Linked DNA regions of Mus musculus: region 2 is linked to region 1. The links are chromatin contacts, called in public HiChIP or PLAC-seq maps. All regions are on one chromosome and are shown on one strand. Each heading gives the region's core, a stretch centred on a gene start, on an enhancer-like site or on the middle of the called end of the contact. The rest is flanking DNA. Distances are from core to core; before and after follow the strand shown. Region 1 holds the start of Lilr4b (leukocyte immunoglobulin-like receptor, subfamily B, member 4B). Region 2 overlaps Gm40645 (a long non-coding RNA gene).

What was found. HiChIP or PLAC-seq counts read pairs in DNA pulled down with a chosen protein or histone mark.
Region 2: a BATF HiChIP or PLAC-seq map of CD8 T cells shows a contact between it and region 1, with 8 read pairs. The contact joins the enhancer-like site here to the promoter of Lilr4b in region 1. A contact is called at or near these places in 1 of 39 promoter capture datasets (macrophages), 1 of 15 datasets of contacts at CTCF or cohesin (CD8 T cells), 3 of 484 Hi-C or Micro-C datasets (bone marrow-derived macrophages and macrophages), 3 of 115 datasets of contacts at active chromatin or transcription factors (CD8 T cells, the HPC-7 cell line and bone marrow-derived dendritic cells) and 3 of 9 other capture datasets (adipose tissue, liver and macrophages).

What each region holds. Positions count from the first base shown.
Region 1 is chr10:51,478,045-51,483,432 of GRCm38.p6, forward strand. Lilr4b (leukocyte immunoglobulin-like receptor, subfamily B, member 4B) reads left to right here and starts at 2,568. Exons shown (of 9, transcript NM_008147.2): 1 at 2,568-2,709; 2 at 2,862-2,897; 3 at 3,096-3,380; 4 at 3,523-3,825; 5 at 4,825-4,860. The coding sequence starts at 2,676.
Region 2 is chr10:51,519,159-51,524,458 of GRCm38.p6, forward strand. Gm40645 (a long non-coding RNA gene) reads right to left here. Exons shown (of 3, transcript XR_871642.2): 3 at 864-1,804. Among named protein-coding and RNA genes, the nearest start is that of Gm40645, 4.5 kb to the right of the region's middle. Within about 2 kb of position 1,288, at least 32 of the 459 cell types and tissues checked have an H3K27ac peak or open chromatin away from gene starts, as enhancers often do. A contact at or near this core is called in CD8 T cells and bone marrow-derived macrophages, where this site is marked.

The sequences.
Region 1 (5,388 bases), core at 1,318-3,817:
TTATGTCGCAGTTCTAGCTGGGTCTTCCCAATCTGTCCTACTGATGAAAAAGAAAAACAAACAAACAAACTAACAAACAAACCTTCTGGTAGGGACAGAGCTGAGCAGGTTGCAGGTGGCAGCAAGAACAGGTGGTGAGCAGATGTCTTCAGGGTGGGGGAACATGGACCCAGTGAGAAATGGACCCAAGGCAGCCACTCCATCCAATGCCTACACTTTACTTCAGATGCATAATGGAGACCATGCATCACAGCAACAGGGCCTGAACTTTTGGTGCAGAAATATTAGATAAAATATACAGCCCTACAGCTGTGAAAAGTTAGCAAAACCAACCTAAACAGCAAACATTTAACACTACCTTTAGTAAAACAGTGCACCATAGTTTGAAGAATGTTTGTTACAATAGACCCTTAAGAAGGTCATCTCTGCAAGCTTGTTGGTAGGCATGAATGAATGTGTCTTTATGGTAGAAAGAAGAAGCTAAAGAGGCATAGGCAAAATGGAAAAAGAAAGCTGTGTGTCCCAGATACCTTTCTGAGGCCTCTGCTGTAGGTAATGTGGACAGGCTATTCCACATGACTGAAAAAGAAAAAGGGCTGTATTGGTAGGTTTCCTCCAAGGGAAGATGGAAGGTATAGATGGAAGAAATGCTCATGGTTTCTAGATTTTACTAGAGAATATTTGGTTCTTCTCAATTTGGAGCTAAAAGTACTATAAGTAAATTTCTATCCTGTGGGCATCATGATGGCAAGTTTTGGTGTGTGTGGCTAGCACAGCCATTGGTAAGACCCAACGTTAAGGCATGTGGGGCCAAGAGCAGTACTCGGTGCAGGACTAAAATATTGTGCTTCTCTCTCAGATACAATGCTCATTTCTGTCTGGGAGTTTACCCTGGAGCTCATGTGTAAACATTTACTCTATTGACATCTATGACTGAAGATGAAATTCATTCTATATTTCCTGCTGTCTCAGTTTACACTTTTGTCCTCCCACCCATGTTACACTTTTGGAATTAGATGTTTTATTAATCCTTTTATGGATAAGAGAAAAGAGACAATGAGAATTTATTGTCTACACTTATCCACTGGAGCACACCCATACTAACTGATCATATGGTAGACATGCAGTCAGTGGATTCAACAAAATATCTCTCCAAGGATTCATTTATTCTAGGCCTTGTGTTGCTCTATGCTTTTGTTATCTATTCATATATTTTGAAATTATTTATACATTTCACTTGTTTTTTAAGTTACAACAGGAATAATATTTTCTGGGATACAAAATAGGTATATTACAGATATACATTGTGTAAGGAATAATTCAAGATGATATATCTCTCAACACATATGCAAAACATTAGATTTGTGAATTCAACACTTAATTGCTATATAGGTGTTACTGTACATAACATGTGCCACATTGAACAATACATCTCTGAAGAGAGTTCTTCCTGAGGAGTGAAACTTTATCGTCTCAGTGCAATTCCTTCATCAGATCACAGCCCTCACATCTGTCATATTTTTCCTTCTTCTAAGTGTTTGGCATCTTTAGGGTCCACACAAAAGATTTTCTCTGCAGAAGTCCTTTTTTTCCATCAACTTTTCAAATACTTATCCGGAAGACATGTTTTAGGAATAAAGATATTTTATTATTGAGATTTTTTTTTGTTTCACTTATTTCAGGCATTACCATCTTTATGCCAAAACGACAGACTCAGTTTTAATGTGTTTTAGGTTTTCATTGTCTTCTATCATAATTCTAAATATTTTACATATACTATTATTTTGTTTGTTAGGGTTCTTATTGACTTCATTAGCTTCATATAATCATCATATCAAATTCATACACATATACACATATATACATACTCATGAACAGAAAAACTCATCACGTGTCAATTACTAATTTGTGAGTATATAAAAACTTTCTTTGACAAAATATTTATCCTCTTAATTATATACCTTCTTGCCATTTTTATGTTTTTGGAAACATTCTCCTCCTCTGTGTGCAGAAAACTCCAACCAGCAGCATAAAAATGTAAAATAAGACTTAAAATATATAGTCACTTTTACTTTGTTTTCACATTACTCTGCACTACAATCCCAGATATCACATGTGTCATACTATCTCTTTTTCTGCTGAGGAATGGAACAGAAACTGAGTCTGTGAGTAAAACTCCTCTGTGAAGAATCAGGATGTCAGAGTTGCAGTGTGGAATAGCACACATAACACACACACACACATACACACACACACACATACATACACACAGAGAGAGAGAGAGAGAGAGAGAGAGAGAGAGAGAGAGAGAGAGAGAGAGAGAGAGGGGGAGAGAGGGAGAGAGAGAGAGAGAGAAATAGTGAGAAAGACAGAGAATGTGATAAGGGAGAGTGAAAAGTAAAATAAATGTTTAAAATATAAAGGTGTTTAACCCCAGGATATGTGTCCTAAAGGATGTGGCTTTTCTCTGAAGGAACTTGAGAGATATGAGTGTTTACGCAGTCATCTGCTCTTAGGAAATTACAGAGGTTTCCCTTCTCATAATAGCTATGATGTAGAAAACCCATGACAGGAAGGACCTGCCCTCAAGATGACAACTGCATATCTGATGTTACAGGACAGACATTTGTCAGACTGGCCCAAGAGAACAGCTACGAACATTGCCTGGACTCACCATGATCGCCATGCTCACAGTGCTGCTATACCTTGGTGAGGTATAATGAGGGGGAGTGGATGCTTGTGTTTGTAAGGGAACCTATTCGACAGCCAGGTTTAATTTCACATGGACATCCTAGGGGATGCCCTCTGGTTCTCAATGTGAAAAAGCTTTGAGAAAAAGGTTTTGTTTTTTTTTTTTCCAGCTCTTATTCTGGAACCCAGGACTGCAGTACAGGCAGGTGAGTGTCTCCAGCCATCCCAGAATTTGATTCTTCACTCTGATGATACAACCTCTAATCTACTTTCTAGTGTGTAAATTCCTCAAAATGGTGATGGGGGATTGACATTTATGGGCTAATGTCTTGTTCCATGGGTGTGTTCTGTGCTAAGATCTAGTGTCTGAAGGAAGATGTTCTGGGCTTTTGATTTCTTCACAGGACACCTCCCAAAACCCATCATCTGGGCTGAGCCAGGCTCTGTGATCGCTGCGTATACATCTGTGATTATCTGGTGTTGGGGTTCCTGGGAGGCCCAGTATTATTATCTGGATAAAGAGAAAAGTGTAAATCCTTGGGACACTGAAGTCCCTCTGGAAAACAGGAATAAGACCAAGTTCAAAATTCGATTTATGACAGCCTCATATGCAGGCATATATAACTGTTACTATAAGAGTGCTGCTGGCTTCTCAGAGCACAGTGATGCCATGGAGCTGGTGATGACAGGTGAGAGGACATCAGGGAACCATGTACAGGCTCTCTCCTCAGAAGGAGGTCTATTTTCCAGGAGCTCTTCTCTCAGAGTCCAATCCTGGAGGACAATGTGGGTAACTCATGTTCATTTCACACACTGCCCCTTGTATTCTAGGAGCATATGAAAATCCCAGCCTGTCAGTCTATCCCAGCTCTAATGTGACCTCTGGAGTTTCCATATCCTTTAAGTGCAGCTCATCCACACTATTTGGCAGATTCATTCTGATACAGGAAGGAAAGCATGGCCTCTCGTGGACCCTGGACTCACAGCATCAGGCCAATCAGCCAACCCATGCTACTTTTGTTCTGGATGCTGTTGCTCCCAACCACAATGGAACATTCAGATGCTATGGCTTCTTTAGAAATGAACCACAGGTGTGGTCAAAACCAAGTAACTCCCTAGACCTCATGATCTCAGGTAAGCACCTTCCACCCATAATCACTTAGTGTGTTGGGTCACTTGGGTCTTTTTCCTAAGATGATCTATGGCTTAGAATAAGAGGGAGGGAGCACTGTGGTTAAAAATACTGTTCAGTTCAAAAGACATTCACCCCTTGATACAGGAGTTGCAGTCAGAATCCCCTGGTCCAAATGCCTTTTTCCTTGACTCATTGTAATTTAGCAGAGACCTTTGAGAGAGACACACAGTTGATGAAGTGATCAGATAATGTCTCTGTACTAGTTATATTCCTATTTTTGTTGTAAAAACACCATGATATAAATAAAGTAACTTAGTGAGAAAAGGATTGATTTCATCTAACTTTGCATGGAGCATCAAGAAGGTAATGAAATGTAGGCATGCAAGCAAGAATTGAAGTAGGGATCTTAAAGGAGCACTGCTCACAAGTTTACTTGATAGTGGCTTGCAGTATTGCTTTCTTACACCATCAAGGTCTAATCCATTTAGGATTAGAATAAACCAGAGTGGTCTGGGATCTTGTAGATCAATAAATCAGGAAAATATTTCCATAGACATAGATGTATTTTCTCTATTGCAGCTGCCTCTTTCCAGATTTTTCTAGCTTGTATCAAGTTAGCAAAAATCTAGTGAGAACCATCTTCAGTGGCAGACACTGCCTATTTTCCTCTTGTTTTTATTTCCTAAAATCATGTGCCCAGGCTCATGTTAATAACTGGACACTGGAGACTTTTAGCACACGTGTTGCCCAGATTCAGTGTGGCAGTTCTGAGTCCCTCATAGTCTCTCTCCTTTCCAAATGTTCAATGATATACTTTGTATAGGATTGATGGGATGAGCTGTGATCTTCAAAGAGATCCAAGAACTCGGAGTCACAAAACCTTGTCTGCAACAGGGTCATATCCTTTTGAAATTAGTGTCCAGATTGAGATAGAAAGAAACAGGACATAGTAAAGTGTTGTGAACTCTAATGTTCATCTCTCCATCAACCTCTGGCAGAAACCAAGGAACAGTCCTGTACACCCACTGAAGATGGTAAGTGCGGGCTCTTCTAGCAGGTGGGTATAACAATATTTGAGATCATTATGAATTGGTGAATCCTTCTCTGAAGTTGAGAGAGTAGGAGATCTGGACTTATTTGCGACTTAGATGCTTTGTTCCTTACATTGCTTAGAACTCAGTATCTCTTTCTACCTAAAGTTCAGGTCCTCCTTTTCAAGATGTTCTAATGGCTTGGCTTCCTGAAATTTCTGATAAACTTTCTTCCTAGGCTCCATCTCCCTGAACAAATTTTGTTGAATAATAATGGTAGATAAAGGTGTTCTTTTGATATTCAGACAGGAAGAAAACTGACTTTTTCTGAGTATTTTTCTTGATGTCTGCTAGTGTAAAGGAACAAGTTTGCCAATACCTTCAATTTACTTCCAGTGCTTTCCTTGGGGGTGATATCCTAGGTGAGGAAGGAGGCCCATCCATCGAGTTCCAGTTCTGAAATGACCATATCTCCTTTGCCACAAGGATGGTGACACAGGGTACAGGGTATACTGCCGCAGACTCAGAGCC
Region 2 (5,300 bases), core at 38-2,537, 40 kb after region 1:
AGAGTTGATAAACAAAATATTTACACAATGAAATATTACTAGACCATTATATAGTGAGGCATCACAAAATACATAGGTAAATGGAATCTGGCATCTTTGATACAAAAAGTTACTTTGCATGCCACCAAAAGAGAAACATAAGCACCAGCCCAGCCACAAAGTCTTCAATCTACATTGGAGTCATGCCTACAATATCTGCAAGGTCAGTGGCGGCAAAAGGTTGTGAGAGTAACCAACTGAAATCACAGCTGAATTAAAGCCCACTACATAAGACAGAACCTGTCCTCAACAGCACTTGGGTGGCCGAGAACCAGACACAAGGTATACTAGGATTATAGTGTAAAAAAACATTGTACTTTGAAAACTGAAAAGTAGCAATAAAAATGACTCCTAATGACATTCTTTATATGCACATGAGTAAGTACCTGAGCATTCATTCCTAAACAGATCCCTTCCTCAAACCCACCCCCTTACAGCTCAGTGAACCCAGAGGTAAAGGAGCCAAAAAGGGTCTACGAGCCTGAGGGAATGGAGATCAACACCTGAACAAGATGCTCTAAACCACTGGTTCTCAGCTTTTCTAATGCTGGGACCCTTTATCACATTTCATCATCTTTTGGTGACCCCCCAACCATAAAATTATTTTTGTTGCTATTTCATAACTGTAGTTTTGATTCTGTCACAGATTATAAGGTAATTCTCCGTTATGCAGGATATCTGATATGTGACCCATGTGAAAATGTCATGTGTCCCCCAAAGAGGTAGTGACCCAGAGGGTGAGAACCATTGCTATGAAAACACAATTAAAGCTCACAGGAACTCACAGAGACAGGAGAGCAGCATGCACAGAGCCTGCAGGTGTTTTGGTGTTGTGTGTGTGTGTGTGTGTGTGTGTGTGTGTGTGTGTGTGTGTGTGTGTGTGTGTATTCACCACAGACAAGCACATTACACAAACTGAAACCTGTAAAAGTAAAGAACAGTGATCATGTGATGCCCAGATCCAGGGCATCCATCTGGATCTAACACTCTTTTGCAACTAATGCTCAGAGATCATCATGCAATAAGGGGAAGAAGGATTCTAAGAACCAGAGGAACAGGAAGTGTGGTATGAGATTGCATCTCCTAGAAATGTGGTCAGCTCTATAATATAGACATATAAATAACATTATACAAATTAAGCAGACTGCATTTATATATTTAGAAATATGTACCTAGATATGTAAACTTTTAAAAATAAAAGTGAATTTGAGAGAGAACAAAACAGCTACATGGATGGAGTACTACTCAGCTATTAAAAAGAATGAATTTATGAAATTCCTAGGCAAATGGATGGACCTGGAGGGTATCATCCTGAGTGAGGTAACACAATCACAAAGGAACTCACACAATATGTACTCACTGATAAGTGGATATTAGCCCAAAACCTAGGATACCCAAGATATAAGATACAATTTGTTAAACGCATGAACTCAAGAAGAACGAAGACCAAAGTGTGGACACTTTGCCCCTTCTTAGAATTGGGAACAAAACACACTCAGCCTTTCACGATCCTCCCGGGAAACCTATGCATCGAGGGATGCACGAACACATCCTACAGGCGAGTGCTGGACTAGGCAACCCCCAGTCATACATGACAGAGAAAGCCATGAGAAAGGCCCAACCACAGCATGAGCCTGGCCTACCTTGCATGCTCTGGTTGTGGAACAATCTTCCTGGAGGGAGAGGCAGTACTTTGCTGAGGGAGAGCCAGCATGATTCGAGGAAGAAGGATGGAGGCAGCATCAAGCTTCATACTTCAAGAGACCTAAAAAGCCTATAGGTGACCACCACATCCAAATTCACTACCAGCCACACAAAAACAATACCCTCTCATCTCCCATGCTGCTGTCTCTCTCTTTACTACATGCACACTGCAGTCAGTGCAGCAGCAGCAGCAGCTGCCACCCCACCAGCTAGTGCCCCTCCTTACCAAGGACATGCCAACATGGTTTCACCAGACAACCTGGTGGGGCTGATCTGAGGCCCTCTCTAAGCCATCCATTCAGTAGTAGGGATGGGCAGTGTGTACAAATGGCAGGGACTTAGTCAACACAAGCTATTAACTGGCATTTACTGGGAATTCCTCCTTTATGGGGAAGATTGCAATCCCGAATTCCCATCACAAACAGGGTTCAACCGGGTTACCCATGCCTGTCAGCATAGGGTAAGCACATACTGAGCCAGTCAGTGTTATGGGTGTGCAGCCCAAGATATCTAACAGCATCACTGACCTGTAATTGCTCAACCTCAGGCAGCTGAATGCCACTTGTACCTCAAAATGTTGGGGGATGCTGACTGCTTGGGGGGTATCATAACTTGTTAGCATTACAGAATCTAAATCCTCATTGGAATTAACCAGAGGAATCACTCTACCAACTAAGAATGACCATGATCCACCATCTATGGTATTGAGAAAGAGCTATTATCTGTCAATCCTGTCTGTGTCCAGGCTGGGTGAGGTTTCCTGTGTTGAGTCAAAATAAGCCACAGGCTCCACTTCTGCTGGTGCACTTCCATCAATTCCTTTAAGTTTCAGCTTTACACCCACACTTCTCTTAGACACCAAAGACTTTGCTTTACAGTAAGTTGTGCTGCAGGTCATAGGAATAATGCCATTGCATAGCTAGTTGGCATCATTTGTGGTTGGTACTATGACCACAAGGATGAGAGTCTTCAAACCTCCGACTCACATCCGTGATTAATGAAAACATTCTTGGCAAATGCTTTCACTCTTGTCCATCTTGCCAGGTCTATGGATTTCATCCTCTAGCAACACAACACAAATGCCCCTGGCTGTGTCTCTTAATCAGGCCAACAACTAGAACCTCGGTCTTATTCCATTATTCCTAGTGACTGTATCCAGGAGGCTCAGGCCTACTATGAAGACCCTAATTTTTTCAAAGTAAACCATTAGGGCCCCAAGGGACACTCATCTAAGAACATTGAGGGGGCACTAGAGTCAGGAGGTGGGTGGGTAGGGGAAATGACACAGCAGAACAAATGTCAGTAACAGCAGGGGCTACTGGAATGGCCCTTGTAAGGTGCCAAGGGACCATTTTACTAACTACCTGGCATGGCATGTGAGGTAAACTGGCACAAATTATACTGCCCATATTCCTGAATCAGTCAGCAGCACTGAGCCAGGCAAAAACAAACAGACTCCTGGGAGCTCAAAAAGACTCAAAACTAGAGATTACCAACAGCTCAGCCACCCACAAAGTCTCTCCTGCAGCAATGAGCCCAGATATCTGAAGATTCACTGGACTCAACCAACTATACTTCTACAAAAGACCTCCCCCCCCCACTGAGAAAGTGGTTGATCCCAACAGACACAGACCATCCCAGCCCCAAGGAGGCCAGGACACCCACATTCCACCACCCATGGGAATGCTGCAGAGTAAGAAGGTGAGGTAACACCACACAGCCCTTGTATGCAGCATGCACAAATCATGGCAAGTGTGTGGCACTGGAATAGCCTAAAGACAGAAAGTGAGCAGATTATCTAGTGTTCCTGCAGCAGTCCATTATCAAATCTGTAAGAATTTAAGGGTTGTCAATAACAGACCAAAGAGAATGCCATTAAACAAAGACAACAGCCACAATATGCTATATTCCAAAGTTACAACCATGAATTAATCTTTAAAAAGAAGTTACATGACCTTTATATTTGAAGGACTTTTAAAATAAGAGTCTCATTTGGAAATTACAGAAAGTTCACCTTGGAAGTAAACACTGAGTGTGGTCCACGCACCCCCAATGTCCTGGACTGAGAGGCAGCACCACAGTTTTCTTCATTGGCCAGGCTGACCTGTTCCACAGTGCAGCAGAGTGCATGGGTTTCTCCACCAGCAGAGTGAGCTACTTCATGTGAGATTCATGGAAATGCAGGGATTCACTGCCCTCACTGGGGGGCCAAACACATGACAGGCAATTGGAGAAAGAATGTGGAGGAATCGTTGGAGAAATCAGAGGCCAGGACACAAGAGTGAAAAGAAATCATTGAGAATAAGTGTGGGGCTATAAGCTTGCACAGGCAGTATGGTCTCCAGTCGAGCTCAGGCTTAGAACCCCAGAGACCCAGCAGGTGACTTTTGCCTGTAAGGGAAGTCAGGTGTTCGGCCATGCCCCTTGGGTCCCTGGCTCCTGTCAAAGCTACAGCCTCCCACAGCTCCCCCATCCGCACAGAGAGGTGTGTGGCCATCAGTGTGTGTGGCCATCAGAAGCAGCAGCTATCCCTCCCACATGCAAATAAGGTTTCCCCAAGTTCTTAGACTAAGCCAATGAGAAATACCTGTTGTCAGTCACTGACCCACCCCAAAACTGTGTATAAGAATCCTATCTGGAAGGATAAAGTTGTTCGAGAACTACTCCATCATCTGAGCCTTCTGTCCTACAAGCTGTAATACTTGGGAAGAGGTCTGCTCTCCCAAAATGCCACCCGAAGCTCTACCACACTCCTCATTGGCTAGTCAGACTCTTGTCAGCCCAGCCCAACCCAACTCAGTGAGGCATTTGATAATCCTGACATTTAGATTCTGGTTCCAACAGAGGTTGTGTCCTTCATCGCGGTTTCTCTACTCTGTCACATTCCTTTGAAAGTACTATTCTCCTGGTAACATCTCCCAAAGTTTGGGATTAGGTACCATAGTGTCTAGCTTTAAATTCTCAAAACTACTGGCTAATAACTCACCTAGTTAATATGAAAAAAAAATCATGTTTTTCATTACCAATCTAAATGTATACAAAGTGGATTGAGCTGCAGGAAAAACACCATCATCCAACTCCAGAAAACCTAACTACACACCAGTCATCTGCTCAGTTTTAGATCTTGTTTGATTCAAGTTGTCACTTATAGAAGTTTGCACCTGGTTCTTCCTCCCAGCCCCATGCTCACAGCAATAAGACTCAGACTCAAAATATATTTACAAATACATTGGCCATATAGCTAGGCTCTTCTCTGACTAGGCCATAATGTATTATACCCACTTACTCAAATCTACATTATGCCACGTGGCCGGTTAGCTGGGCTCATGTACAATGTGTCTGTCTCATCACATTTTCCAGGGAAAGTCTCCCACACATGGCTCTATCCCAGAATTCTTTCTGCCTTCTGACTGTCCCATCTTCTATTCTACCCTTTCCTATAGGCCATAGTTTTATTTTAACTGAAAGGTGATGCATCCGTGCAATACACAAGATATTCTCTCTACAGTCACTGGCATCCTTAAGGCCTTCAACTTGAAAATGCTAATTATTCTAAT